5 separate regions of the Sus scrofa genome follow, and all the other regions are linked to region 1. Evidence: chromatin contacts called from public HiChIP or PLAC-seq and promoter capture Hi-C data. All regions are on one chromosome and are shown on one strand. The core of a region is the stretch at or near the end of the contact, and the rest is flanking DNA. Distances in the headings are between cores, read along the strand shown. Region 1 holds the start of GNAQ (G protein subunit alpha q). Region 2 overlaps GNAQ (G protein subunit alpha q). Region 3 holds the start of CEP78 (centrosomal protein of 78 kDa). Region 4 overlaps GNAQ (G protein subunit alpha q). Region 5 overlaps GNAQ (G protein subunit alpha q).

What was found. Promoter capture Hi-C pulls out the DNA fragments that hold promoters and counts their contacts. HiChIP or PLAC-seq counts read pairs in DNA pulled down with a chosen protein or histone mark.
Region 2: a contact with region 1 is called in a promoter capture Hi-C map of liver, with 4 times the contacts expected there. The contact joins the enhancer-like site here to the promoter of GNAQ in region 1. A contact is called at or near these places in 2 of 5 promoter capture datasets (fetal liver and liver), 5 of 47 Hi-C or Micro-C datasets (alveolar macrophages, embryonic fibroblasts, liver and 1 more) and 1 of 2 datasets of contacts at active chromatin or transcription factors (alveolar macrophages).
Region 3: a promoter capture Hi-C map of fetal liver shows a contact between it and region 1, with 2.6 times the contacts expected there. The contact joins the promoter of CEP78 here to the promoter of GNAQ in region 1. A contact is called at or near these places in 1 of 5 promoter capture datasets (fetal liver), 2 of 47 Hi-C or Micro-C datasets (heart right ventricle and liver) and 1 of 2 datasets of contacts at active chromatin or transcription factors (alveolar macrophages).
Region 4: a contact with region 1 is called in an H3K27ac HiChIP or PLAC-seq map of alveolar macrophages. The contact joins the enhancer-like site here to the promoter of GNAQ in region 1. A contact is called at or near these places in 1 of 5 promoter capture datasets (liver), 5 of 47 Hi-C or Micro-C datasets (brain, embryonic fibroblasts, fibroblasts and 2 more) and 2 of 2 datasets of contacts at active chromatin or transcription factors (alveolar macrophages and skeletal muscle).
Region 5: a contact with region 1 is called in an H3K27ac HiChIP or PLAC-seq map of skeletal muscle. The contact joins the enhancer-like site here to the promoter of GNAQ in region 1. A contact is called at or near these places in 1 of 5 promoter capture datasets (fetal liver), 6 of 47 Hi-C or Micro-C datasets (adipose tissue, brain, retroperitoneal adipose tissue and 2 more) and 2 of 2 datasets of contacts at active chromatin or transcription factors (alveolar macrophages and skeletal muscle).

Annotation. Positions count from the first base shown.
Region 1 is chr1:230,904,761-230,909,654 of Sscrofa11.1, forward strand. It overlaps GNAQ (G protein subunit alpha q), which reads right to left and starts at 2,228. Exons shown (of 7, transcript NM_001038623.1): 1 at 2,077-2,228. The coding sequence starts at 2,212.
Region 2 is chr1:230,748,913-230,754,204 of Sscrofa11.1, forward strand. All of the region lies in intron 2 of GNAQ (G protein subunit alpha q), which reads right to left. Among named protein-coding and RNA genes, the nearest start is that of GNAQ, 160 kb to the right of the region's middle. Within about 2 kb of position 3,584, at least 7 of the 83 cell types and tissues checked have an H3K27ac peak or open chromatin away from gene starts, as enhancers often do. A contact at or near this core is called in fetal liver and liver, where this site is marked.
Region 3 is chr1:231,078,710-231,083,963 of Sscrofa11.1, forward strand. It overlaps CEP78 (centrosomal protein of 78 kDa), which reads left to right and starts at 2,448. Exons shown (of 15, transcript XM_005660172.3): 1 at 2,448-2,984. The coding sequence starts at 2,732. It overlaps LOC102161253 (a long non-coding RNA gene), which reads right to left and starts at 2,393. Exons shown (of 3, transcript XR_301335.3): 1 at 2,327-2,393.
Region 4 is chr1:230,700,214-230,705,460 of Sscrofa11.1, forward strand. The region is part of intron 2 of GNAQ (G protein subunit alpha q); the gene reads right to left. Among named protein-coding and RNA genes, the nearest start is that of GNA14, 160 kb to the left of the region's middle. Within about 2 kb of position 3,943, at least 17 of the 83 cell types and tissues checked have an H3K27ac peak or open chromatin away from gene starts, as enhancers often do. A contact at or near this core is called in alveolar macrophages, liver and skeletal muscle, where this site is marked.
Region 5 is chr1:230,723,771-230,728,878 of Sscrofa11.1, forward strand. All of the region lies in intron 2 of GNAQ (G protein subunit alpha q), which reads right to left. Among named protein-coding and RNA genes, the nearest start is that of GNAQ, 180 kb to the right of the region's middle. Within about 2 kb of position 2,586, at least 20 of the 83 cell types and tissues checked have an H3K27ac peak or open chromatin away from gene starts, as enhancers often do. A contact at or near this core is called in adipose tissue, alveolar macrophages, retroperitoneal adipose tissue and 2 more, where this site is marked.

The DNA.
Region 1 (4,894 bases), core at 978-3,477:
TAAATCCTACTCAAAAGATCTAATGGGGGGGAGTTCTTCACACTACTACTTCAAGAGTAAAACTATTTTAATTTTTTCCTCATAAAATTATCTCCAAGTTCAATACTTAAAGCACAATATGTCACTTAAATACACAGTATATATGTAAGTAAGCATCCATCTATGGGTATTTCCCCCAAAGCCCTCCTCCTATTCAAACCTAGGCTCTCAGACAAACCCCTGAGCTCTAACTCATAGCTGTTAGGAACCCACATTTCAGCAATGGGGTAGGCTTGAGACCTCAAACGCCCTATTCACAGCTGAACAGAAACAAATAAAGACAGTAAACAGGGCAAAAGAAAAACCATTCTAAAGTCACACATGCTTTTCCCCTTAATCATACACTTAACCAACTCTATACATTTCTCTTGCCCTGTCTTCTCATTCTTGAGAATACAGAAAACAATCAACTACACCTTTTCAGCCATTAGAAGTAGCTCAAAATGAGAATAAAACTAAAAATAAAAAGACCTTCCTTTTCCAATTGCAGTTTTTCCCCTTCCCTGGCTTCATTCCCTAAAGCCCACCCCTTTTATCCAGGGTTTGCCTTCTGTTCCTTAAAAACATGTGCACATTTATCTAATCTCATTTTCAAAATGAAGACATTAAACATGTCATGTGAATTAACCATTTGTAACTATTTGTCATCATTATATTTTGTTCCTTCTTGTAAATAATCCAGTACATAAGCAGTTCCTTCCCAAAGGCAATTGGTTCCTTGAACCAGGAGATGGAATGCTCAAGATAAGAAAGAAAATGCATGCTTCTCAAATCAGAATTGACAATATAATATTCTTTTCTCCCAGAAATGTCTGAGAAACATATTTATTATACACGCAAATATCCACAACACAAGTAGAGACATTTTTCAGGCCTGTTACTGCAAAGCTGTTTGTTCTTCCTACCACAATAGCTCAGAGTTATGTCGCCCTGATTTGTATGTGAACGTTGATTCTGAACATTCTCTCAGAGATAATAATCAATAAAATTCCTAGACGAGAAATGGTATTTTCTTGCTAACTTAGTGTTAGGACAAAATGATGGGTTATTTTTTAGAAATTAAAGAGAAATTTTTGCTGTTCACTTCCCGTTTTCCTTCTAGCCCAGATTCCAAAGATATTAAAATCCTGTCCGTTTTAAACAAAAGGTTTCTATTTGTTTCCATGGGAGTAATTGAGAGGCTGTACTGGCTTTCAGTAGTAACTACTGTGAATTCAGGCCTACATCTGGGTTGCCTCATTAAACAAAAGATACCCGTCGCTGTCAACAACCACATCGCACAATCTCCTATATCCCCTCATCTTTATCTGAAAAGAATGGTGGAGAAACATTCCTGTCACCATAAAGAAACTCTTCTGGGTCCCTCCTTTTGGTGGTCTGGTGCACTCGTGTGACACATCTGGGCTTGCCTCCCCGCCTCCCCCCGCCCCAATACATAAGCCCCTTTCTTCGAAGAGCCAACCACTGGGCTCCCTCAACATCACTCCTTGGAGAATCCAGCCGCGAGTGTGCCCACCGTTCCACCATTCCCTCTCGACCCCCAAAGCACTGACAATGGCTGCAAACAGGCTACCCCACTGCACGCCATCCCACAACGTGCCCTGGCTCCGCTCGTCACCCTGGGGCCACACACACACAGCTCCCCAACTCCACCACCCCACCGGGCGCCAGGGCCACGACACTGGAAGTTCAATCCTTCAGCCCACCACCCCACCACCGTGCCTCTCCCCGAAGCAATCTGCTAGGTAGCAGATGCACCGCAGATAAACGCGCATCGCGAGTGCACAGCCCTCAGGGATACCAAAAGGCACACGCCAAGGCCCTGGGCAGGGCAGCCCCTACCCTTCTGCGCGCGCGCGCGGGCGTGTGCGCGCCCGCGCGAGTGCGGGAAGTGTCCGGGGGCGCGCCCGGGGAGGGCCGGAGCGAGCCGCAGGCGCCCGGGGGCGGGGGCCGCGGTCCCGGGGCCTGAGGGTGGCGGGCAGGGGGCACAGAGGCCCGGCGGGAGGGCCCGCGGCGGCCAGCCCAGGCAGTACTCACCGAGCAGCAGCAACTTGAGCTCTCGGCGGGCGTCCCGCTTGTCCCTGCGGAGCTGCCGCTCAATCTCGTCGTTGATCCTCCGGGCTTCCTTGGCCTCCTCGCTCAGGCAGCACGCCATGATGGACTCCAGAGTCATTCTTCCAAAGTGCCTCCGCTGCAGCCCCGCCGGCACCCCCTGCTCAACAAGCGCGCACACACACCCTCCCGCCCTCGCTCCCCCGAGGCAGCGGTGGCCGCCGAGCCCCCGCCGCCCGGGCGCGCGTCCTGGACGAGCTCGGGGAACCGCCGCGGGGTCCGCGGCGAGGGCCGGGGCCACCAGGTGGGCCGGGGGTGCGGCGGGAGCGTGCGGCTCGGGCTGCCGGGAGGAGCGAGGCGGGCGCGGGAGGCGGCCGCGGGCGCTGGCTCGGGGGGCGCGCTAGGGAAGGCCGCCGCGCCCGGCCTCGCTCAGACGCCCGCGCCTCCTTCCCCGGGAATGGGCGGCCCGCCTCGCCCCCCGCGCCGCCGCCGCCGCCGCCGAGGCTCCCCTAAGCCGTGCGCCCGGCGGCGAGAGCACATCCACCGGGGCGTCCCCGCAGCGAGCGGCCGCCGACGGCTCCCCACGCCTGGCGCGCCTGCTCCTCACCGCTGCCTGACACGGCTCCCGGGTGCCCTCGGCCCTGCCCGCGCCCACCGCCCGGCTCGCGCGCAAACCCGGCTAGCCGGCCCGCCCGGCCGCCGCGCGCTCCTCCGCCTCCGCCTCCGCCCCCGCCAGACGCCCACCCCCGGCCTCGATTGCCAGGCGCGGAGCTGCTGCTCAGTGCTCGCCCTCCCCCTCGCCACACACACACATTTTCTTCTTCTCTGAACTAGAGCACAGATCCGGGAGGGAGGCGGCGGCGGCGGCGGCAAGAGGAGGAGGAGGGAGGGAGTGGGCGCGGGAGGAGGGGAGCGGGAGGCGGTGCCTCCCGGCCCCTCCTGGAAGGCTTTCCTGGGCTCGCAGCCGACACGGCGCGCCTCCCAGTGCGGCTCTCGCCTCGCTCGCGCCGCTCGGCGGCTGCACCGGGCCCCTCGGACTCTGCGGGCGCCTCCCGCTCCCGCGCCCGGGGTCTGGCCCGCGGGCTCAGCGATCAAGGCAGTCCCTGGCGGGGGGGCGGGGCCGGGTCGCCGAGGCGCAGCCCGGGCCGCCGCCAACCTGCAGCTGCCGGCCGACCGCCCGGGCGTGGTAAAACGGGAATATGGCGGCCTCCGCCCGCCTTCTGCCCACCGGCCCCGGAACGCGGCGGCGGCCCCACCGGGAAGGCGCGGGACTCAGCCCAGCGAGCCCCGTGCACCGGCCGGCGCTGTGAACACCCGGCCGCACTCTGAAGGTGCCCGCGGCGCTCGCGTCCCCCGCCCGCAGATCCGCTTTGCCGGGCGGCTCTTCGCCCAGTTCACTGTTCTCTCCAGTTCCTATTTCTAAAACGCCATTTGGTTAGAAAGTATCTCGCGTCACCTCAGACCCCCAGTTCAATCACAGAAAATAAAATACATTCAATCTTGGAGTGCTACTGGAGGAAAGAAGGAATTGTCACTGGCTCTTGGAGAGGGACGGGGAAGATTAATAGGAGAAACATTCCACGAAGTTACTGGAGATAGAAATCTAAATCTTGAATAAAAAAGTGAAGCAGCCCAATTTCCAAGAGCCTCTTGATACTGTACAACTTTTCAAGCCATTGAAGTTGGTTTTGTTTTGTTTTTGACAAGCTCTCCTCTTGTTTTTTAAAAAGGCACGCGATATTGAACAGCCAATTGATCGAATTTACCATTCTAGGTCGAGATGGTCTTATACCGTCTGGGAAAATGCAAAATAATGTGAAATAAAAGAAAAAGAAAAAAGTGAGAAAATCAGGATCGCTCCAGCAAAATTCCATTCTAGTATTTTGTTTTTCCACTTTTAATTGAGGCAGTTTACTTCCAAATGTTATTTGCTTATTTTGTTGTAACATATGACTGATAAATGGCCAAAAAAAAAAAAAACCTCCTTGCTTTTTCAGATTCTATTGCTATAGGAGGTGAAATCATTCTGCTTTCTGCGGAAATGGAGCTGGAGGTACTGAAAGTAAACTGCATCTTAAGAAGAGAATCCCTTTTTCACACTATATGTTTACTTTGAGATGTCTCCAGTGCAACCCGCTGACCCAGAATGTAAAGTAAAGGCATGACTCTACTATTGCTACAGGTCAAGAGCGCATATAGGATTCTTGGATGACAGGTGTGTGACTTCCTTGTTTCATTTGCCATTACCTCTACTGATTCACCCGCCAGGACTTAGATCAAATGAGTCATCCAGACCTAAGATCTGTATTTTAGACTCCCCTTTTAAAGGATATTTGGCCTAGAAAATGCAGTTATCCCTTAGTTAAATTCAAGGATGCAGAACCTGCAGATAAGGAGAACTGATGGTAATTAAATTTCACCTTGGCCAGGAGAGCAGAAAGGACAAACCTCATCCCTTTTATGGGAATGCTGTGAAATTAAAATTTAAAATTAAGTGACTAATGAAATCAAAAATTGAAATTCGATATGCCAAACTGTAAGTGGCTTCAAGGGAAAAATTCAGTTACAAGTTTGCATTCTCTAATATATGTGTGTACATAAGTTTCAGAAAGATACAAAACATCAGAAAAGTCAAATGACAGGAAGCTTCAAGTGTCTGGTTTTCTAGCCAAGGATCCTCTGAGATTTTTGAAAATTTCTCCCAAACTGTACTATCAAGCTATCAGTTTTGACTGAACGGACCTATTTTTTGATGACTTTAATTGTTTCAACACATTATAGAACAATAAAAATCTGTTTTGTC
Region 2 (5,292 bases), core at 2,334-4,833, 150 kb before region 1:
GATACTGGCCCTGATAGCGGAGTTGCATATCAAAGGAATGCTTTCAGTGAGCCCAGGCCTCTTTTGTTCCTGCTACCTGTCCTTTGTTGCAAAAATTCCTTTACATTCTAGCTCCTCCCTCACCGCCTTGGAGCAGTTTCTTGGGGCTACCAGAGATGCTGTCTCCAGGGCTTAAATCCTAATTTCACCCCAAATAAAACTTAACTCTCAATTTTCAGGTTGTGTATGTGTTTAGTTGCCAATGTAAACTGCAGCGTGGGTCACAGATGCAGCTTGCTCAGATCCAGTGTTGCTGTGGCTGTGGCACAGGCCTCAGCTGCAGTGACCACTCAAATCCTGGCCTGGGGACTCCCATGTTTCATAAGTGTGGCCATAAAAAGAGACAGGGGCGGGGGAAGAAGAATCACTTTTTTCTGATCCATCACAGAACTACAAAATTTTACTACCTGAGTGGACACGTGTGAAATGCAGAGTTCTTGAATATCAGAGACCAGTTGCCATAAGAGAAAAAATACTCCTGAAGGACAACTTGAGATTTTCTAATTAATGGAGCAAAGTTAGATTTTCTCCAGGTTGTGTGTGTGTTTACACAAATGGCTACAGTACAGGCAAGGGAGAGTGGAGAATGAAAGTATGGACAAAAACACTGCTATGCCCTAAATTACTACTAGCTCATGTATGCGGAACCTAAAGTTTTACTTTACTGCAGGGCAAAAACAAAATGAGTTTTAATAGCTCCTCCAAATCAAATATTAGGAAGCATGAGTATCCAAAATTTCCTGAAAGACAAATGCCATTACTTCTTTATCAAAGTCTTGTAACTTCCTGCTATGTTATATTGTATTATTCAGTACTTCTTGAGCATTCACTCACCGAGGTAAGTAATGAGAACTATGTGAAATATGCAAACACACTATGGTTTAGTTATAAAGTCTGTACTTAAAGTAAAAATTACATATGGTCAAATTACCTGTGAAAATTGCTAAAAACCACTGTCAAAATTGCCCTTAAACTACCAGGATCTAAATTATTGAAAAGCCTAAAAGCCAAAAAAAAAAAAATTTCTTTTGTTTTTATAGCATTTCAGCAGTGGATTTAATTCCCCTGAGGCAACGGAAGCCAAGGCTTAGCTTCAGGGGGTCACTAAGTATAAGGTGAATTTGCCATCTGCCAAATGTATATATGAAACAGCTCTATTGTGTCAAGAAACTGTTTCAACTCTGGTAAATTTACACTACAATATGTCTATGTCACATGAGGTATAGATTACAAAGTGCATTTTAACTCATTTTAGCAAACTGAGTTCTTGACCAGAAACTTGACCCATTTCACAGATGGGGACACTGATGCTCAGTGAAAAGGAGACACATTCAAGATGGAACACAGACAGACTCATAGGTTCTGACGCCTGGTCCTGTGCTTTTACAGCCTCTCAGCCTCTGTGTAGTACCAAGGAGAGTACACAACATACATGGGTGTGGTATCATGCATGGACCACGTACACACAGAAAGCAATACAGTATATCCAGGGGTTGTGCAAACTGACAAGCACACTCTCCCAGCGGTAAGGACCTATGCAAAAGGAGAACAGAAAATATCCAAGATGGAATCTAGTAGAAGGAAGATCAGGCTTAGAGGAGAGTGAGAGGATATTCCAGGTCATGAGCCTGCTCCCACAAAGGCACTGAAGGGAGGGAACAGTAAGCAAACATGCCTTGCTGGAAGGAAGAACACACTGGAAAGTACAACTGAATGTGGTTTTGTATTCCTCCATTGGGGGTCTAATCTTGGGGATGTTACAATATTCAAACACCCCACTTAGCTCAAGTTGGTTGAAGAACAGAAAAGGAATGGCAGCAACAGTGGTGAGCAGACGTTTGCCCTCACAATGAAATGTCTTTATCTGTTTTCACATGCAAAAGTGTAATAGCTGATGCCTACTCATGACTAGGTACAAATATGAAATAAACCTTATTATATCTATTATCCTTTTTGAGGCTTGACTTTGCCCCCAAGGGAAGTAAATGCTTATGTATTCTCTAACAGGGCTAATGGCAGAGATGCCTGTTTACTGCTCATTTATTTGCAGTGCTCTCAGGAGTTGAAAATTTCCCCCCAAGTGAAAGCATATGTAGAAATCAAATCACTAGGTTGCTTTTCTCTTACGACAAACAATGCATCTAGGAGTTTGTGGGCAGGTTTTTTCATTTCAGTGGCATTTCCTGAGAAGAATGAAGGAAGGGGTAGGAAGGAAGGGCCAAGAGGAGGAAGGTGGGGAAGAAGAAAAGATGTCTGAAGGAAGACAACGGAAGGCAGCCACAAGCTCTGCTTCTGGGCCCAGGAGGCAAGAGGATGCAAACCATCCAAAGGCAGCTCTGTCCCTGGGCACCTAACAAATTAAGGACAGAAAGCATCTCTTGCATTTGTGTTCAGATTTCATCATGGAGTAGTTCAGACAATTCGTCTAAAGCCTTCCATCATTTCCTCTTCTTAAGCACTCTTCCACAGGGTATTAGACTCAGACGTGCCTTAGGTAAATGTATAAATAAGGTAAAATGCCTCTGTCTTTAGAGTCTCACTTATCTTCTCTGGAACTTTCTACCTATTTCTAGCCTAGCCATGAACTCTTGGGACAGTGACCCAGATTCCAACATGCTCTTCCTCCCACCTCCTCCTACTGCCCGCTTGACCTCAATCTATTCCATCTTAACCCACTAGTTTGGGAATCTGCAAATAAAAGACATTGCTAGGAGCCTCAAAAGAAAGTAGCAGATCAGTTCAAGGCTGGAGGCAGCCTTTGAGGCGGGAGGCTTTCCCCCTGGGCCTCAGAGCCCCCTGGACTTTGGAAAGTTCTGTTTCTAACTATATACGGGGTGGCTGGGCAAAGCAATCCATCTAAAGTTTAATGTCCAGTGTGATTTATTTGACTGACTGAGATTACTGACAACCAAATTCTCATGTTAGGCCAAGGAGGGAAATAAGAGATGATTTCATCACTGTTCAGATAACTAACACTCCTCGAATTAAAAAAAAAAAAAAAAATGGTTACTCTACATCTAGAACTATTTCCACTTGTGTCAGAAATTAAATCCTCTACACAGCCTATATGAATCCCTTCAGTCAAAGGGCAAGAGGTTACATTAGCCCATATCTTTGCTGTCAGAATAGTCACCACAAATACAATTTAACTTTTCATGAGGCTCACAACAATCAGCTGTGCTAACTATCCCCAAAGACGGTAGGAGCCACAGTCAGGCTGACAAGCTGTGAGTCTGAGAGCCTGAGTGTTCACCTCAGACGGGTTCATCTGCTCTTCTGCTGATTACTTTATGGATTTGCTTCCTGCAAATGATATCTCCATGGAGCTGTTGGGAATGGGGAAACACCGTGGAAGATGTCCACTTTCATTGATCAGAGGCAATGTTCATGCCCATTAAGAGCCTCAGAGGCTGCACTCATAAAGTGGTCACCCTTTTCCTGGTAATTAGAAGGAGAATACAGAAGCCACAAGCCGAAGGCACCACTTTACACTTCAATCATGCAGAGGACAGGAACCTCTCAAAGCGAGAGTGACTCAACATCAGGGAAGCCAAATAAACTAAGAACTTTAACCCCAACCTTCCCACCTCTGTCCATCGCACATGGAGACTGACTGACTTAACTCACCACTGTTATTTTCAGGGGGAGAGGGGAGGAGGATTTGGCTGAAAAGGGGGAAAAGATGAAGAGAGAAATCTATACACAGTGAAGTGAGTAATAGGGAGCAGAGTTCCCCTAAATCCAGGTACCCACATTCCACCCATACCTGCAATACCACCAGGGTTATTTCATCTTTTTTTTTTTTTTTTTTTTTTGTCAGCTGCATATGGACGTTCCCAGGCTAGGGGTCAAATTGAAGCTGTAGCCACAGGTCTACACCACAACACAGCAACACCAGATCCGAGCCGCATCTTCGACCTTCACCACAGCTCACAGCAACGCCAGATCATTAACCCACACAGCGAGGCCAGGGATCAAACCCACATCTTCATGGATACAAGTCGGGCTTGTTACCTCTGAGCCACAACGTGAACTTCCTATTTCATATTTTTAAAAGCCACTTTATATCATACCTAAAACTAAAAAACAAGTATACCTTCTATATACTCCTTCCTATAAACACATAGTATATAACTGCAGACTTTTAAAAACAGTCAAAGAGAACGGACAGGGGACACCAGAGAGCAGGGCCACGTGAGTATAGGCACAGGTGGCAGAGTCTGGTCTCCTCCCTGGTGAACCCAGAACGGGGGCAGCAGTGTGACCTACTGACTAAGGAAGAGGGCTCTTCAGAAAGGCCTGGGTTACATGTTAAGCACCAACCACAGGGTGAACTGGGTGAGTTTAGTCAAATTAGTTAGCCAACCTACCCTACAGAACAGCCACAAGCCTTTGTTTCATAGAGATTGTGAAGAGCAAATAAGATAATGTGCGAGCACTCAGTGCCCTTCTCAATGCAAGGTACCTCTTACAGTTGTTGTTGCTGCTGTTTTAACTCTAAAATGAGGCTAAGCAAACACAGCTCCTGGACAGGACTGCCCTAAACCCATTGTTTTCAGGGATCTGCTTACTAGGTGCCAGGCTAAGCTTTGGACATTAATTCTCACTTGATCCTTATCTCTTTCAAGCCTCCCAATAACCCTATAAGGTAAGTGTTATGAGTATCCCTACTCTACAAAAGAAAAAAGTGGGACTTGCCCCAGGTCATCCAGTAATAAATCAGTGAGCTGGCTTCCAGGCCAGTCTCTGTGAAAGCAATTAAAAAACGGCAGAGAGCTGCAGAAGTTGAGCTAGACAACCCTCAAGCAATACCCTCCACTTGACTTTCATTACCTCTTAACCACAAAATATAGCCTTAAAAGGCCAAATTTCTACACACAGAGTAACTAAGGAAAAATCAATTAAAATAGATCTTCACATCTATTACACTATAAATTAAGTGCCATAAATCCTTTCAACTTAATTTATTTTCAATATACTAGCCAAAAAAAAAAAAAAAACCAACAAAACCCTACTTGGAAGCGTATGACCAAACCATTTTCAATACTGACATTCCCAAGAATGATGAGAAAGTCCCATGAATGAATGGGTAGCGGTAATGACCCTGTAACACTTTTCTCTATCGAATAATGCTTCTGACGTTTGTCTTGACGTTTCTGACCAACTCTCTGCAAAGAACACTGTGATAGCTATTCAAAGAGTCTGTACTCTCATATAGTTGGTTTATATGCCCTACTCCATTTCGCAGAGACT
Region 3 (5,254 bases), core at 1,198-3,697, 170 kb after region 1:
GAAATTTTGCCATTTGCAGCAACATGGATGGATTTGGAGGGCATTATGCTAAGTGAAATAAGTTAAAGACAAATACTGTACGATATTACCTATATTTAAAATCTAAAAAAATACCACAAACTAGTAGATGTAACAAAAAAAGAAGCAGACTTAGTGATGCAGAGAATAAACTAGTAGTTACCAGTAAGAAGGGGAGGAGGGGCAATATAGGAGTGGGGGAGTGGGAAATACAAACTACTGGGTATAAGATAGGCTTAGGAATGCACTGTACAACATAGGAAATACAGCCAATATTTTGTAATAACTGTAAATGGAAAGTAACCTTTAAAAGTGCATATACATTTTTAAAAAAGAAATCATACTGGAGTTCCTGTGGTGGCTCAGTGGTAATGAACCTGACTAATATCCATGAGGATGTGGGTTTGATCCCTGGTCCCTGATCCTGCTTAGTGGTGAAGGATCTAGCCTTGTCATGAGCCATGCTCTAGGTCACAGACGAGGCTCAGATCCTGCCTTGCTACTGCAGCTCTGATTAGACCCCTAACTTGGGAACTTCTACATGCAATGGGTGCGGCCCTAAAAAGACCAAAAAAACAAACAAACAAACAAACAAAAAAACCAACAACTACAAAAAAACCAAAAAAACCCCCTGAAAATTGGAAACAATTTAAATTTCTATCAACAGGAAAACACACAAATCATTTTGTTTTCCTACATGGCACTCCTATATAGCAAGGAAAGTACGTGAACTAGACAGATCTTTACATGTCAGCATGGATGAACCTAGCCAAGAAAACACTAAGTAAAGCAAGTAGCAAAAGAACACATAGTAGAATGTTACATGCTGTTTAGGAATACTTACAAATGTAGCATAAATATAAAGACATACATTGCAGTGATGAATACTAAGTTCTGAAGAATGGTTACCCAGGGTCAGCTGGGGAGTGGTTGTGATGGGGAAAGTGGTTACCCTGGGTTCTTCAACAGGAAAGGTAATGTTTCATTTCACAAGCTGGTTGGAGGATAGAGGAGTGTTCGCTATATTATAATTTGAGCCTGTTGCTTGTAAAAGTCATTCCTGACCACATCTAGGAAATTTTAGTGTAGTGTAGCATGTGTGTGCCCTGGTAGTGGGGTGGGAGTATCCAGAACTGCAGTAGGTAGAGGAGGAATGCTGTAAACATAACTGACCTGAGGACTACCATTGTTCTAGGAAGTGTATCCAAGTCTTAAGGCCAACATTAAAAATAAAGAGAGGTATATTTAAAATGTTAAGAGTTTATTTAAGCAAAACAGATTCATTTCAGGGCAGCACCAAACTGGAAGTGGTTAGGAGTGCTCCACCCACAGGACCTGCATAGAACTTTTTATTTAAAAAGGGCAGAAGTAAAGCAAGGAAATTTTACTGATTTGCTATAGCTTAAAGCCTACTTTTGGTTTGTGACTGGCTGTCTTTAGCATTCAATTTTGTAACCCTGAGGCATTTACAAGCTTAGATTTTCCTTGGCTTACATAGGCTGCAACAGCATTACAGCCATCTCAATCTAAAGGCCTCCTTGTTAAATTAAACACCAGCTGTCTGAGTTCTTCCACTTCCTGTGCCTCATTTTCTCTTTTGTACAGTGGACATTCAACAGTAAGTTCTCTGTGAAGTTGTTAGAAAAATTGAATGATATCACACTGAAACAGTGGGAGACAGAAAGTAGTAGTTAGGCATCATCATCAGGTCAAAAACACCATCAAGTGATTATTACTAGTCACGATAATGTCTTGAATGTATGGAACACTCTACCATTTGGCAACAATTGTGTGAGGTAAGGAGAAATACAGCAGTTTAAAGTGCTTTGCAGAAATTAACACAGACGTGAACGACTTAATGGACTCCAGATGACTTTCGCTCGTCGTTCATGTATCCCTTATGAAGTGTACTCTCTCCTGGGGGGGTGCAAGCACAGACATTCATTAGGGGTTTAGATTACTTTTTTTTTCCTTTTAAGACTGCACCTGCGGCATTTCGAAATTCCCAGACTAGGGATGGAATTAGAGCTGCAGATGCCGCCTACACCACAGCCACAGCAAGTCTCCAGATCCAGCTGCCTCTGCGATCTACGCCACAGCTCACTGCAAAGGCGGAATCCTTAACCCAGTGGGCGAGGCCAGGGACCCAACCTACATCCTCATGGATACTAAGTCGTGTTCTTAACCCGCTGAACCACGACGGGAATCCTAGACAACTCTTTAAATTCGTGGCTATATCCATACCCCACTTTTATTCGAACCAGTCAGTAAACGCTTTTCGTAAAACCCAAATCCCCCCAAATCCTACTTTTTGCACCGCCCTCACGTCGAAGCTGACGACTCAAAGCTCCCGCCTTCCACCTCAGGCCCCATCCCCACGGGAGGCCGGGTCTGCGTGCTGACGTACGGCGAGCGCGCTGACGTCTTCGAGGACCGCCCTCGCGGGCACCCGCCCGCTGGCTTGAACCGCGCCTCGGCTGAGTGCTTAGGGGAGGGTGCTAACGGCCAGTGTTGCCGGGCGGGAAGAGGCGCGGGAGCGCAGCAGAGAAGGGTCGGCCTAGCTGGGTCCCGGGGCCCTGCGTCTTCTGGCTGCTGCTGCGCATGCTGAGGGGCAGCAGCCGCCGGGCGGTGGCACCCAAGGGCCGGGTGGCGACCCCGGTCCACGGCAGGCGGCGTGTCCGCCGCTGGCGACCTTTCAGGCCGCGCTCGGGCCATGATCGACTCGGTGAAGCTTCGTCGCGACAGCGCCGCCGACTTTTTCTCGCACTACGAGTACCTATGCGCTTTGCAGGACTCGGTGCCGGTTCCCGCCGTGCGCGCCTCTCTGCGGGAGGGCGTACTGGACTTCAACGCAGACCGCCTCCGCTTGGCGGATTGGGCGCCGCTTCTGAGCACCCTCAAGAATAATAAAGATCTGCCTCTGGTCTGTATCAAGAGCTTCTTCCAGCCATGGCTTGGCGAGACAGGTTTGTAGTTCCCGCTTCCAGGGGCCCTGGTTGTTGTCCGCGCGGTGCCCAGTGCCCAGGTGTGTTTACAGTAGTCGAGGCGTGGGGCCTAAGTCTCCAACCACCTGGATGACCCTGGCCGAGTGCCATATGACTTCTAGATCTCAGTGTTCTCATCTATAACATGGGGTTAACAGGACCCACTCTATAAATGCTTGTAGAACACTTAGCACAATTTAGAGCTCCGTTAATTGTTCTGCATGTTACCTGATTTATTGATGACTTGGCCTGGTATGGGCATCGTTAAGCATTGGCCAGATTCTACCTGGCCTATTACATGACTTTGCCTGGTACAGAACAAATCAGTTAGGAAATTGATATATCCTGGCATCGTATCCTTTTGATTAAGATGGGACTCAGAAAAAAAAAATTATTTTAATCGTATCATATAGTGGGAACACAGGTGTGAGGGCAGCCTAGGGTTTGAATTACAGGGCTTACACTCTATGTGGCCTGGGCAGGTTGCTTTTGAAGTACAATCCCCACACTTGTAAAATGGCTTTAAGAACCACTCTTTCCATGGGTTCTTAGAATTAAGCAGGTCATGTATGTAAAGTATTGTGGCACTTGAATGAGTTCATTCCGAACTAAGCACTTCTGGAGGCAAGGCTTCTGCCCTAGGGGGTCTGCTCTTCTCCTGGGCAGCAAGTAAACACAAGCACAGTACTTCTCTGGAAGAAGTGGGCTTTTGTGCTACAGAGAAGGGGAAGTTCAGGATAGGCCTCTTGAAGTGTCCTCCATTCTAAGGATGTGTTGATGCTCCTGGGATGGCAGGAGGCAGCAGTTTGTCAGAGTTTAAGAAATATAAGAAAATATGACAAAACAAAGTTACAGGATTGGAACTCAGGGGTTGAGAAAGAAGTGAGAGTTGATACTGGAAACCTCTTGGGACCGAACAGAAAAGGGTCTTGTTTGTCCTGTCAAAAGGTTGGATATTTATCCTGAAAGCTATGGAAAACACTAAAGAACAATGAGATGGACTTGTTGGTTCAGAAGCTCACTCTGACCCTCATGTGGAAGGCAGTTGATTGGGTGCTGAGTGAATTGTAATCTAAGAGTCTAGATTGAGGTATAATAAGTTTGGACTGGATTTCATAGATCAAAGAGACAGAAGCAATGGGGCCTGATGACCAGTTAGAAAGAGGGCAGCAAGCTTGGAGGACAGTAAACAGCAGCAGCATCGTGTAAGATGCAGAACACTGTAGGGAGGGATTGGAGTTGGGAAGAGGATCTTACTTCATCTTCTATGCTTTAGAGGGGCCTGATAGACAGGTCTGGGCCCAAGGTGCGGATTTGGGCCTTGGGGAAGACAGGTATATGAAGGCATGGGAGAGATTTAGGTTACACACAGAGAAGATCCAAAACAAACATAGGTCTGAAAGATATTTTTTAAGTGGACACACTTGATTGTATTTATAAGCTGAAAGTAGCCAGAAGAGGAAGGATGTGAAGATCTAGGAGAGGAAATGATTATTTGTTTACCCTATCTATCTATCTATCTGTCTATCTATCAGTCAATCAATTTACCATGCCTGCGGCATGTGGAAGTTTCTGGGCTAGGGATCAAGTCTGTGCGAGGGATTGAACCAGTGCCGAAGCAGTGACCTGGTCCCCTGCAGTGACAAAACCAGATACCTTACCTACTGCACCACAATGGAATTCCCTTGTTGATTTATTTTTTAAAACCTGAATACTTATCATGTGCCTGGCCCTTTTCTAGGATCTGGGGTTCACACCATCTGTTGTTTCTTTGCAAGGACAGTTCAGCTCATCTCTAGTGAAGAGAAGTCAGGTTATTCTCTGCATCTCATTCAGGTGTAGGAACTGTTCTGTACCTCTGATGGTCCTTTACTTAACCAGAGTAATAGCTTAGAAATCAGAAGAAATTACAGCTGGAAGGGACCTTAAAGTCAAGGCTGCTATAGTGTACTTAATTTTGCCTAATATTTTACACTGAATATAAGAGAAATTTATTGCAGAGCCCATTATCTTCACAGTTCCTTCACTGGACCTTCTTCATCTCTTGCAGCCAGTGGGTCTAACTTATAGACTTCAGCCTCTTAGCTTTGTTTCTTCGTCCTTGTTACATATTACTATTGCAGAAGCTCCTAGCTGGTTTTGCTGTCCCTGGCTCAGTTCCTCTTAAGTTCTTCTTCCTACTCAGCTTGAGTAATCTTCTAAAATAAAAAGATATGCCTAAAATAATGCTTAAAATGACTTGCCTGCACAAG
Region 4 (5,247 bases), core at 2,693-5,192, 200 kb before region 1:
TCAGCTCATTAGAGCTGCTCTGTTTGAATGGATGCCCAACACACACAGAGGGCCTCTGAATGAGAAGCAGTCCGAACTGCTGCCTGAGTTGTTTATATCCTGAACTGAGGTGCACATCTTCTTCTCCCCCACCCCTGGGTGCTTATTTCCATGTGGGCATTTCATTCTAATGCCACCGGTACTAGTAGAGCATGATCTCAGGCAAGCTGGTTACCATCTCTAAACCTCTGTTTCCTATCCTGTTAAATGGTGGTAACAACAGCACTTATTTAGACTGGTGAAATGACAGAACTGAACACTTAAAGGCAGAGCCTAACACCCAAAGCTGATAACTGTTTAAAATGCAAAAGAGAAGGAAAATAGCATAGAAAACTTAAAACTTGGTGCACACCCTTACTGTGACCGTAGGCAAATTATGCCCCTTTATTTGCTTACAGGGGAAACAACATTCTGGAGATAATCCTGGATAATGGAGCTCTATGTGGCCTCAAATTTGTAAACACACCTTAAAACTTCCTACCCAAAATCTGGGCAAGAACTGTCACTTCTTAGACTGCCTCTCATCACAACTTCAACAGCTGACCTTCACTAAGATGCACTGTACATGGAGTGACAGCTGCGGATGCAGCATTTTCTTATGGGCATTACTGCATAAATAACAAAGAGCAAAGTCACACTGGGCCGCTGCTGGCTGGGCTCACGTAGCAAGTGATCCATTCCCACAGAAGAGCCTCTCCACACTTACGACTGAACTCATGGCTCAGCAAAACCACAAATTACTACATGACACAGCCTTTTCAGCCCCTGATGAAGATTATGAATCCTAGGTGTGGAATCTTTCAGTTCTAGAGAACTTCTAATTCTCCTTTGCTAAGCACCCATGTCCCTCTTCACCCTGGTATCACAAGGAGAAACAGCCAGGTGTTCGCAGATGCTTAAGTCCCTTCTATAAAATGTCATAGTATTTGCATATAACCTACACACATCCTCCCATATACTTTATTTATTTATTTATTTATTTATTTAAGGTCACACATGCAGCATATGGAAGTTCCCAGGCTAAGGGTCGAATCGGAGCCGCAGCTGCTGGCCTATGCCACAGCAACTCCGCATCCAAGCCACATCTGTGACCTACACAGCAGCTCACATCAATGCTGGATCCTTAACCCACTGACTGAGACCAGGGATCAAACCTGCATCCTCATGAATGCTAGTTGGGCTTGTTACCACTGAGCCACAACAGGAACTCCCTCCCATATACTTTAAATCATCTCTAGATTATTTACAATACCTAATGCAATGTAAATGCCTTGTAAATAGAAGCCGGGGTATAGCAAATTTAAGTTTTGATTTTTTGGAACTTTGTGGAATCCCCCCTCCCCACTGGAATACTGTCTCTCTTCATTGGTTGAATCTGCTGATACAGAGGGTTGACTATACTGAATCTCTCTTACTGAGTATTGCCGAGAACCAAAGTAGCAAAGAGGAAGACTGGGAACAACTGCTTGAAATCAAACCAGGCTTCAATTATAACTGACACATGCCAGCCCTGTGTCTGTAGGCTAGTCTCTCAACTTTCCTGAACCACAGCTACCTCATTTATGAAACAAGAGAAAGGATTCCTTCTAGGGCTGTCAGGAAACTTATAAGGGTTGTTAGTAAAAAATACCTAATTATATGAAATAATAATTATTATGAAATCTTCTGGTATGTGAAAAGTACCATTAATGAATATTAATTATTTCAACAAATACTTTTCGGGAGCTTCTATCATGACTAAAATCCATGAGGACATGGTTTGATCCCTCTTGCTCAGTGGGTTAAGGATCTGTCGTTGCTGTGAGCTGTAGTGTAGGTCGCAGACATGGCTCAGATTCTGTGTTGCTGTAGCTGTGGTGTAGGCTGGCAGCTATAGCTCCAATTCGATTCCTAGCCTGGGAATATCCATATGCCACAGGTGTGGCCCTAAAAAGACAAACAATTCAAAACAAAACTTTTCTGCCATGTGTCAAACAAGACACTAGATACTGATAAAATAAAATGTTCCAGATAGCAAAATACTAGATAAGAAAATTAAACTATCACATATTATTCTACTTTAAGACTTCACAAATTGATTTGTTATTACTATTAAATTTGCCTTCCTATGGTTAGAGTTTTACTTTTAATCTCTATCACGGCACTCACCAAGGTAATCAATGACTATAAGGCACAATTCCTTTCCCAAAAACATTTGCTGGAAACTCATTTCTTTTTTTGCTTTTGCTTCAGTATAAGCTATATTTGCTTATTCTAACACACAGCGGATGCCTTCTTCAATGTAGAAAATACTTCTTATTTATTATTTAAAATGTTCTTTTTCTTTTAAAAACTCCATCTCTTTCTTGGCTCTACCACTATAATTTTCACGCAAATATTCTTCTATTTAGTTCTTTTGCTTATTATTTTCCTTTTTCATGTCTGGAGGCCATGTCATAATTATCATATTAATGACACTGCAGGTCAGAGCTTGATGCATCACTGTATAACACACACCAAGCAGTTCCAGAGTCTGTTGACTGACGTAATTACATGGTTCCATTATGAAGAATCTTGCCCTCAGGTCTACACAATCTTGGGATGAACTAAAGTGTATACTCTTTGAAATGCTACTCATTATCTTCATGATCTTGATGGTAATATATTATGGGTGTATGTGTGTGTATACACGTATATACGTATACATATAAATATATATACGCATATAGGTACACATACATATTGTGAATGCCAAAAAAACCATTTCTTTTCTTTCTTTCTTTCTTTCTTTTTTGTCTTTTTAGGGCCACACCCGTGGCAAACGGAGGTTCACAGGCTAGGGGTTTAATTGAAGCTATAGCTGCCAGCCTATACCACAGTCACAGAAATGCCAGATACAAGCCGCATCTGCAACCTACACCACAGCTCACAGCAACACTGGATCCTTAACCCAATGAGTGAGCCCAGGGATCAAACCCACAACCTCATGGTTCCTAGTCGGATTTGTTTCCACTGTGCCACGAAGGGAACTCCAAAACCATTTGTTTTCAAAGAGTTTATTCGAGGTCACAGTAATAAGGAAATTAGAAAAGAAGATTCTTTTAAAGACATACATAATTATTAAGATTCAAAAGAATCAGGTACTAATATGGCTGCTTTCAAAGAATATTTGAGGACCATTAATTACTTGGGATTTAAATGGCTGTTTCTTTGAGAAGTGGGTTTTAGAGCCAAAGAGATAACTATAGAGAATGATTCTGAGCTGCAGAACTCTGAACCTTTAATAAGATAATAGTGTTAGGAATCCATGAGCAAAGGGTAAGGGTGGCAACATTACTGTATTTCCCAAACATGTCTGACCACGGTAGCATTTAGATCAGTTAATGCGACTCGTGTTCTCCTGAATCACACTTTGAAAAGCACTGACTAGAGACTGAGACTCCCAACTACCAAGTGGGGACTGATTTTACACAAGCAAAACAACTAACTCACTGATTGTCCCACACGCTGGCATAATAGGCTAATGCCTGCTTTATAGATTCAAATCATCCTCATTTTTGAGTTCACATTTTGCATGCGGTTCATTTCCTGATATTACGTCTTAGGAAAAACATAATCACTTTAGCCATTTTGTCTGGGCTCCTACAATCATATTAGACAGGGGAGTGTGCTGCTGCTGGTTTGGAATTTTATTTTGTTTGACAATAGGAAAAACAGATCAAGAAGGGTCCCTTGCTCAGCTTGGTCGACATTCAAATAAAGAAAAAAAGAAAGAAAGGAAGAAAGAAAGAAACCCTAAAACAACAAGCTCCTTAATGAAGCGAGGCCCAGATGTACTGAGGAATCTCAGGGTCTTTCTAGGACATTCAATGTGAAACCTGACCACTGCAGCTTTAGAAATTGTGTTCAAGAGAACTGAAAGTGAAAGGCTCACAGCTACAGAACTTTGCAGAAGAAAAGAAACTTCCTAGAACACTTGTTTATATACCTCTTTAGGCAAGAAACTGTTCCAGTGGTAAGAATGTAAAAAGAATCAACAGCAGTATGAAGAAGAGTAATGTAACATCTAGAATCTGAGCAGGAAGAAAGTATGGTAAATAAGAGAACCCATGGCATTTTGGGAGAGTAAACAGCAAACTACTTAATTTGTCACTGTGAGGAAGGACTCGAATTTTAAGGAACACTACAAATAATTATTTGGACACATGTTGAGCAACTGGTAATTTTTTTTCTTTTTTTGCTTTTTAGAGCCGCACCCAAGGCATATGGAAGTTCCCAGGCTAGGTGTTGAACTGGAGCTGTAGCCGCCGGCCTATGCCACAGCCACAGCCACAGAAACATGGGATCTGAGCTGCATCTGTGACGTACACCACAGTTCATGGCAACACCGGATCCTTAACCCAGTGAGTGAGGCTGGGGATCGAACATAAGTCCTCATGTATACTAGTCAGTTTCGTAACCCACTGAGCCACAATGGGAACTCCTAAAAACTGGTAATTTTCTAGTGAGGGTAGAATATAGTTTCTAGTCTATACATGACACTTGAGTATGAAAAGGGCTATTACTTTCACATAAACAAAAAAATAAGAATTTTTCTTGATACATTCATGATTTTAGTTATATTCTTAGCAATGTGTGTTTCTAATATCATATCCTTGACATTTTTCAGAAGACTATATTCTTTTTCAATATGGATATATTATATATTTAATTATTTCATAAATTTGTCTATAATATTCCTCAAAATTGCACTTACCACTTCAGGTTAACAAATTTCAAATTCTAACATTATCAACTGGGTCCTTCTCTATAAACTTTAATATTTTTAACTGAAAAATATTCTCTCTTTTAGGGGTTGAAATACTTGGTAAGCCCAAAATTATTCTGATAAATGGAAGGTATTCTTAACTCTATTATTTTTTCAAATGTAAATATGTAAATATTTCAGTTCAAATATTTTCAAAGGAACGATCTCATTTATCAGTTCATAATATTCTTTCACAGGTACTTTTAGGAGACAAAACTCAAGACTGGCAGATTATCACAGCTTGTGTGAACACAATTATGACTTACATGTGAGTCATAACTAATTCCAAGTTCATTTCCACTCCATAGGATTCTTAATTTAATAAATGTTTTGCCACGACACTATGTACCATCAAGCACTGCATTCAGAATGAACTATCAAAAGCTTCACCTTGATTCCATGAGTTAAAAGAAGGGTAAAAG
Region 5 (5,108 bases), core at 1,336-3,835, 180 kb before region 1:
TTTTTAAAAACTCTTCTACCTACCTCATCAGGAAAGCAAAGGATTAAGTGAGATCCCTCCAGCATCAGATTAGTTTTTAGCAAGCATTTCAAGGCTGTGACTCGTTGGGGTCATAACTCAAAGAACTAAAGATTTTAAAGCAATCCATTTTTACATTAATTCTTAGTTCCACTTTTTGTCAGAAAATCTAAAATCATATGGCATTTCACTTCTCCTGTTAATGTCTTCGCAAATGTTTGCTCCTTGTAATGTCAGTGGCAAATGTCAGAAGCGACTGTAGAAGCTAAAGTGGGGCTGGGCCTTCCTTTTAAACATAATTCTCTGGTAGTAGATTCCTTCAATGGGTAATTTCATTATATACTTGAGATGGAATCATGGAAATTCCTTACAATCCATCTGGCATCAAGAAGAGATGTAGATTAATTTGGTAAATACACACAGAAAACATTGGAAAACTTACCCAATTCCTTTGCGGACATTATTTTAAAAAGCGGTTTCATCTGAGCAGGAGTTACGTCCTCACATGAACCCCTAAAGTTACTCAAGGGAAAAACTTCCAGTTCACCACATAATTGTACAGCTTGTATCCACCCTCTGCAATCCTTCCCTCTCAGGCTCCTAGCCAGCTCTTTATAGTCAGAAACAATCCCCTCCTACCCAGAAACACTGAAAGAAGCTGGTATCCTTCCTGCAAACTTTTACAAGGTGTAAACAATGAGGGATGGATGGACAGCAATGGGCACGGGAAGTTACCTTGCTAGAAAGAGTGGTTCTTTGGAGGGACTAGTACATGGAGACCAAGGATCTGAAGGGCCTAGGCTAGTGTGGACAGAAAGATCCTAACAGAACATCATCATCCACTAAAGAAAGAGCTGCTTGCCTTGAATGGGAACCATGTTAGAGCAGCTTAAAGAGAGGCATGGCTAAGCAAGCCTATAGATGGGCAGAGGCAGAAAAGGAGGCTGGTGCTCTCTGTGAGCATCACATCCACGTGGACCATCCTTTAGGAAATGAGGCACAGCCACAATGTGCTCAAAGACCTAAAGAGGATCACATATCAGGAGCTCTACAGGGAAACGTGGCTCACAAATGTATTGTCACTCTGTTGACTGACAGAATATTACTAAAACCATGTTGACAGCTAAGAAAAAGAATGAAAAAATGCCACATTTGCAGGGGTGGGGGGCGGGGAGGTGGCTGGACTGTTTATCTTCTTACTGTCTCTCCTATACATATGCAGCAGGGATAAAGTACATGTCCCTTTTAGCCTAAATACAGGGACAAAGGCTCTCTCTCCTTGGTTAATCCTCCTGTGGACAATAGTATCCTTACAGCCTAATAGAAATAACGTGGTTCGAGTGCTTCAGAATTAGTAAAGCACTTGTATATACATTATTTTCCACATTTTCTTCAATCCCAACTTTGTGAGCTAGACTAGGCAAACAGTATTATTGTGTCACAGAGGAGGAAACTGAGCCCATGAACTTTGATGGAATTCAGACCAGGCTTTGGTCACCAAAACCCATAGACGCACCAGTCTTTGGCAATGACCTGTCCTGGACTGCAAGGAATGCTGGGCTACTTCAACCTGCCTGAAGGCAGTTGTTCAGACACCACCAACACCAGCTAATGACTAAGGAAGTTTTTCCCTTACTAGGCTGATCTTTCCCTGAGCAAATCCACCCTTTTTCCCAAACTCTGAGGGCCAGGAGTTCGCTCAGTCTGCAAGGCAGTGGTCATTTATGTCTAGAAACATCCCTTATTTGTTCACGAAAGCCCTGCAAATATTTTGGCAAATAAGTTCAAAAATCCGGAAGTGCTAATTATTAGGCAGAGACAAACCCACAGTAATAACATAAACAACAAAGTGCCTTTTCAGCGCTGCTATTCAATGTGCCTTCCTGTTGCCAGTGCCATGAAAAACATGCTGGGAATGGCCTGGAGGGGATGGAAGAGGAAACGACAGCTTCCAAGACCTCGTCCTGTGGGTAAGTTGCTGCCTTCCCATTTGCTGCAGCAGAATCAGAGAGGAAGGGCGGGTGGTGTATGTGCACAGACAGAAAAATGGCTCAAAGAATGGAGTTCCTTGAGAATACTGGGAAGGTGGGGCACTCACAATTCTTTAAGGGATGAACTTTTGTGTTTTTAGGTTGGGAAAAAAATGAGTGGGGAGATAAAAGATTTTATTCAATTGGTTGCACATACATGAGCACTAGTCCTCTGTCAAGACAGATGCCTGTCTCAGCCCTCCACAGCAGGCTGTGTATGTTGAGCCTTGCGCAAAAGGGGTGTGTGTGGTGGGATGAACCTGGGGCCTGACGTCCTTCCAGTATTCTGCCCACCCAGCTGTGTGCCCCCTTCAGCCAGGAAGAAGCATCTTATTGTAAGCAGGTGCCTGTTTTCATTTGCACAAAGGCACTCCCTGTACTAGCAGCAGCCTGACCTGGGTAAAGGGCTGCAACATGTCAGCTTCTGGCCCTGAAAGCCTGTATCATTTTACATGTTAGGAAACATACACTCGCTGGATGTCCTGGACTTGATACTAGCCATGTGGAGCCTTATTCAAATCAGGTTAAGTGCTTTTTTGCTTTACTGTCTCCAGATGGAGCAGTAATAACGGCCCTTCCTGTGCCGGTCTCCTTAGGGCCATTGTAAAGCCACTGCCAAAAATCTAATCCTATTTCTTTCTTCAACGTGTCCAGCTTTCACAGAGCTTTTTCAAATATTAACATCACGTTCCTCCTCCTCATTTAAGTTCCAAGTAGATCCAAGAAGAAAGATTTTGAGTTCGATGATGTGCCAAGGACTACAGGCCCACTTTAAATAGGACAATGTCCATTTCCCAAGCAAATCACACCCTTTCATGGGTCTAAATTCCAACCATGGTCACATACCTTCAAGTCTTTTCACTAGAGTCTTAGGGTGCAACTCTCTTAAGTAACTCCACTGCTGGCATCTCTGGGGCAGCAAATCAAACCCTGAACTGGCTGGATTCCTCCAACAGGCTGCTGGGATACAGATTCCTGGCCAACTACAGGAGAGCTGTCAGTTCGATACTTTTATCCCAGAGTCGGTTTGGCCAAGGCGACACTGGAACAATTGGTCTCATTGCCTTCTGAGAAGACAATTAATTAGTGTGGTAGGAACAAGGAACTGAGAGAGCCTCTGCCCTTCTGAGGGATGTGGCACTGGTCTCTTGTCAGAGCCAACGTCTGCATCATAAGATGCTCTAGGAAGGGCTTCTAGTTCCCTTTAAGGCAGTCTAGAGGGGCACCAGGCACAGAAGACCTTCTGAGGGGTTTTTTTGGGGAAAAAGAAAGATGAAAGAACTCCAATAACACCGAAAATCCAACTTAGGACTAGAGATAAATATTCGGCAGCAAAACTCAATACGTTAGAGAATATACCATTTTAGACATGATAAAGGGAAAAAAGGACAAATGTCTCATTGAGAAGTGCCTCAGAGCGTGGCATGAGGAATGTGTGGTGACCAGAATCCAGCCCCATTGAGGAAAATCTGAGTTCGGTGACAACATCCTCGGCAAGCTTTATTAGGCACTCGTACTAAGTGCATTGCTCAACACGCTATGAATGAGAATTCATGAGTCACAGGACAGCACCCCCCTGACTCGAGTCGACAGCAAAGGACATCACTTATTTAACTGTGGAAGAGGATGACGGATGCCTCCCAGGGGCTTTCTAGAAAGGAACATAATATCTCATTGCAGGGATGGCTGAATTAAGAAATGATTCTCAAAACAAGCATCTTAAAACCATTTTAAAAATGTAATTATTTAGAAATAATGACTAGTCCTTTACAAGAAGCTGTAGATGCTTCATAGTATACTGCAATTTCTAAGCTACAGGCAAAGCCTCCTCACTGGGGTGGGGAGTTCAATGAGTAGCCATGTGGTGTTGAAAATTCGAAACTTGGTTTAACCATGACTCCCCTTCTTCACTTATCTTCTGGTTCTTTCTGTTTCTTCCCCAAAACTGAATTAAAATCGTTACCTCTATTGGCTTCTCCACCTGTCTTCTGCCCTTTAGCACCAGTCTGTTATAACTCACAGCACTGGCCAAGATGATCAAGTTCAAGGGGCCCTTTTCAGTTTTTCCCTTGTCTTCTTTTCAGTATTTGATAATACGGGCTGCTCTGTCTCAAACTGGGTTTGTCTGTGATTTGCTGATACTACATTCCCTTCTACCAGAATGCCAGTAGCCCCTTACCTTTCCAGCCAGCACTTCCAAATGTCTGCTAGGCAGCTCCCCTCCCATGTCCGTAGTCACCTTCTACCCAACATGTCCCTCAACCACCTCTCGACAGGTTTCCCAGCCTCCTAAAGGTGATCTTCCTCTTGCTCATCTGTCAGTTTATGGCACTCTCTCTTACCTAGTCACCTCAGCCAGGAACTATGGACAATCTTGGCTCCTCTCTGCCTCCTGGACTCAATCTACTGCTTCCCCACCTCTCAAGCTGTTTCCCCAACTCCAGCCCCACACCCCGCCACTGCCTTGGATCTGGACCTCATTCTCTCCTACGTGGACTGCAGCAACAGCTTCTGTACTCTTCCTGCATTTGGGGAGCTCTCTGAAATCCATCCTCCACACGGCTACCAGATCATTTCCCATGAGCACAAGCCCCATCACGTAACTCACCTATTCCATATCCTCCACCGCCCATCCTGGCTCCCCAATTTCTACAGGACAAAGAATTTCCTATGTCAACCCCAGGAACTTGCTGGTTCTCTCAGCTCCCACTCCTTGCCATTAATCATAACCAAGGGGACCCCTCTCAGTTCCCCAAGCCTGGCAAGCCCATTCATACTGCCACGCTTTCCCTCTTCAGGGTTTCTTTGCCTTGCATGCCCTCAGCCCAGTTTTCAAAACTCCTACGTGCCCTCCATTGCTCAACTCAAACACCTTCTTTTCTCTGAAGCCTTTCCTGCCCCTCCCCATTCCCAGGCAGTCACCCCATCTGTCTGTTCCCACTGCAAATGTGCATCTCCACCCAGGTTAGTCTCACAGAACACCTACCTGTGCCCTGAGAATGGAGTCTACTTTTTCTTTCCTCCTCTCTGCAGCTCCTGAAGTGATCAATGCCTTGCAGA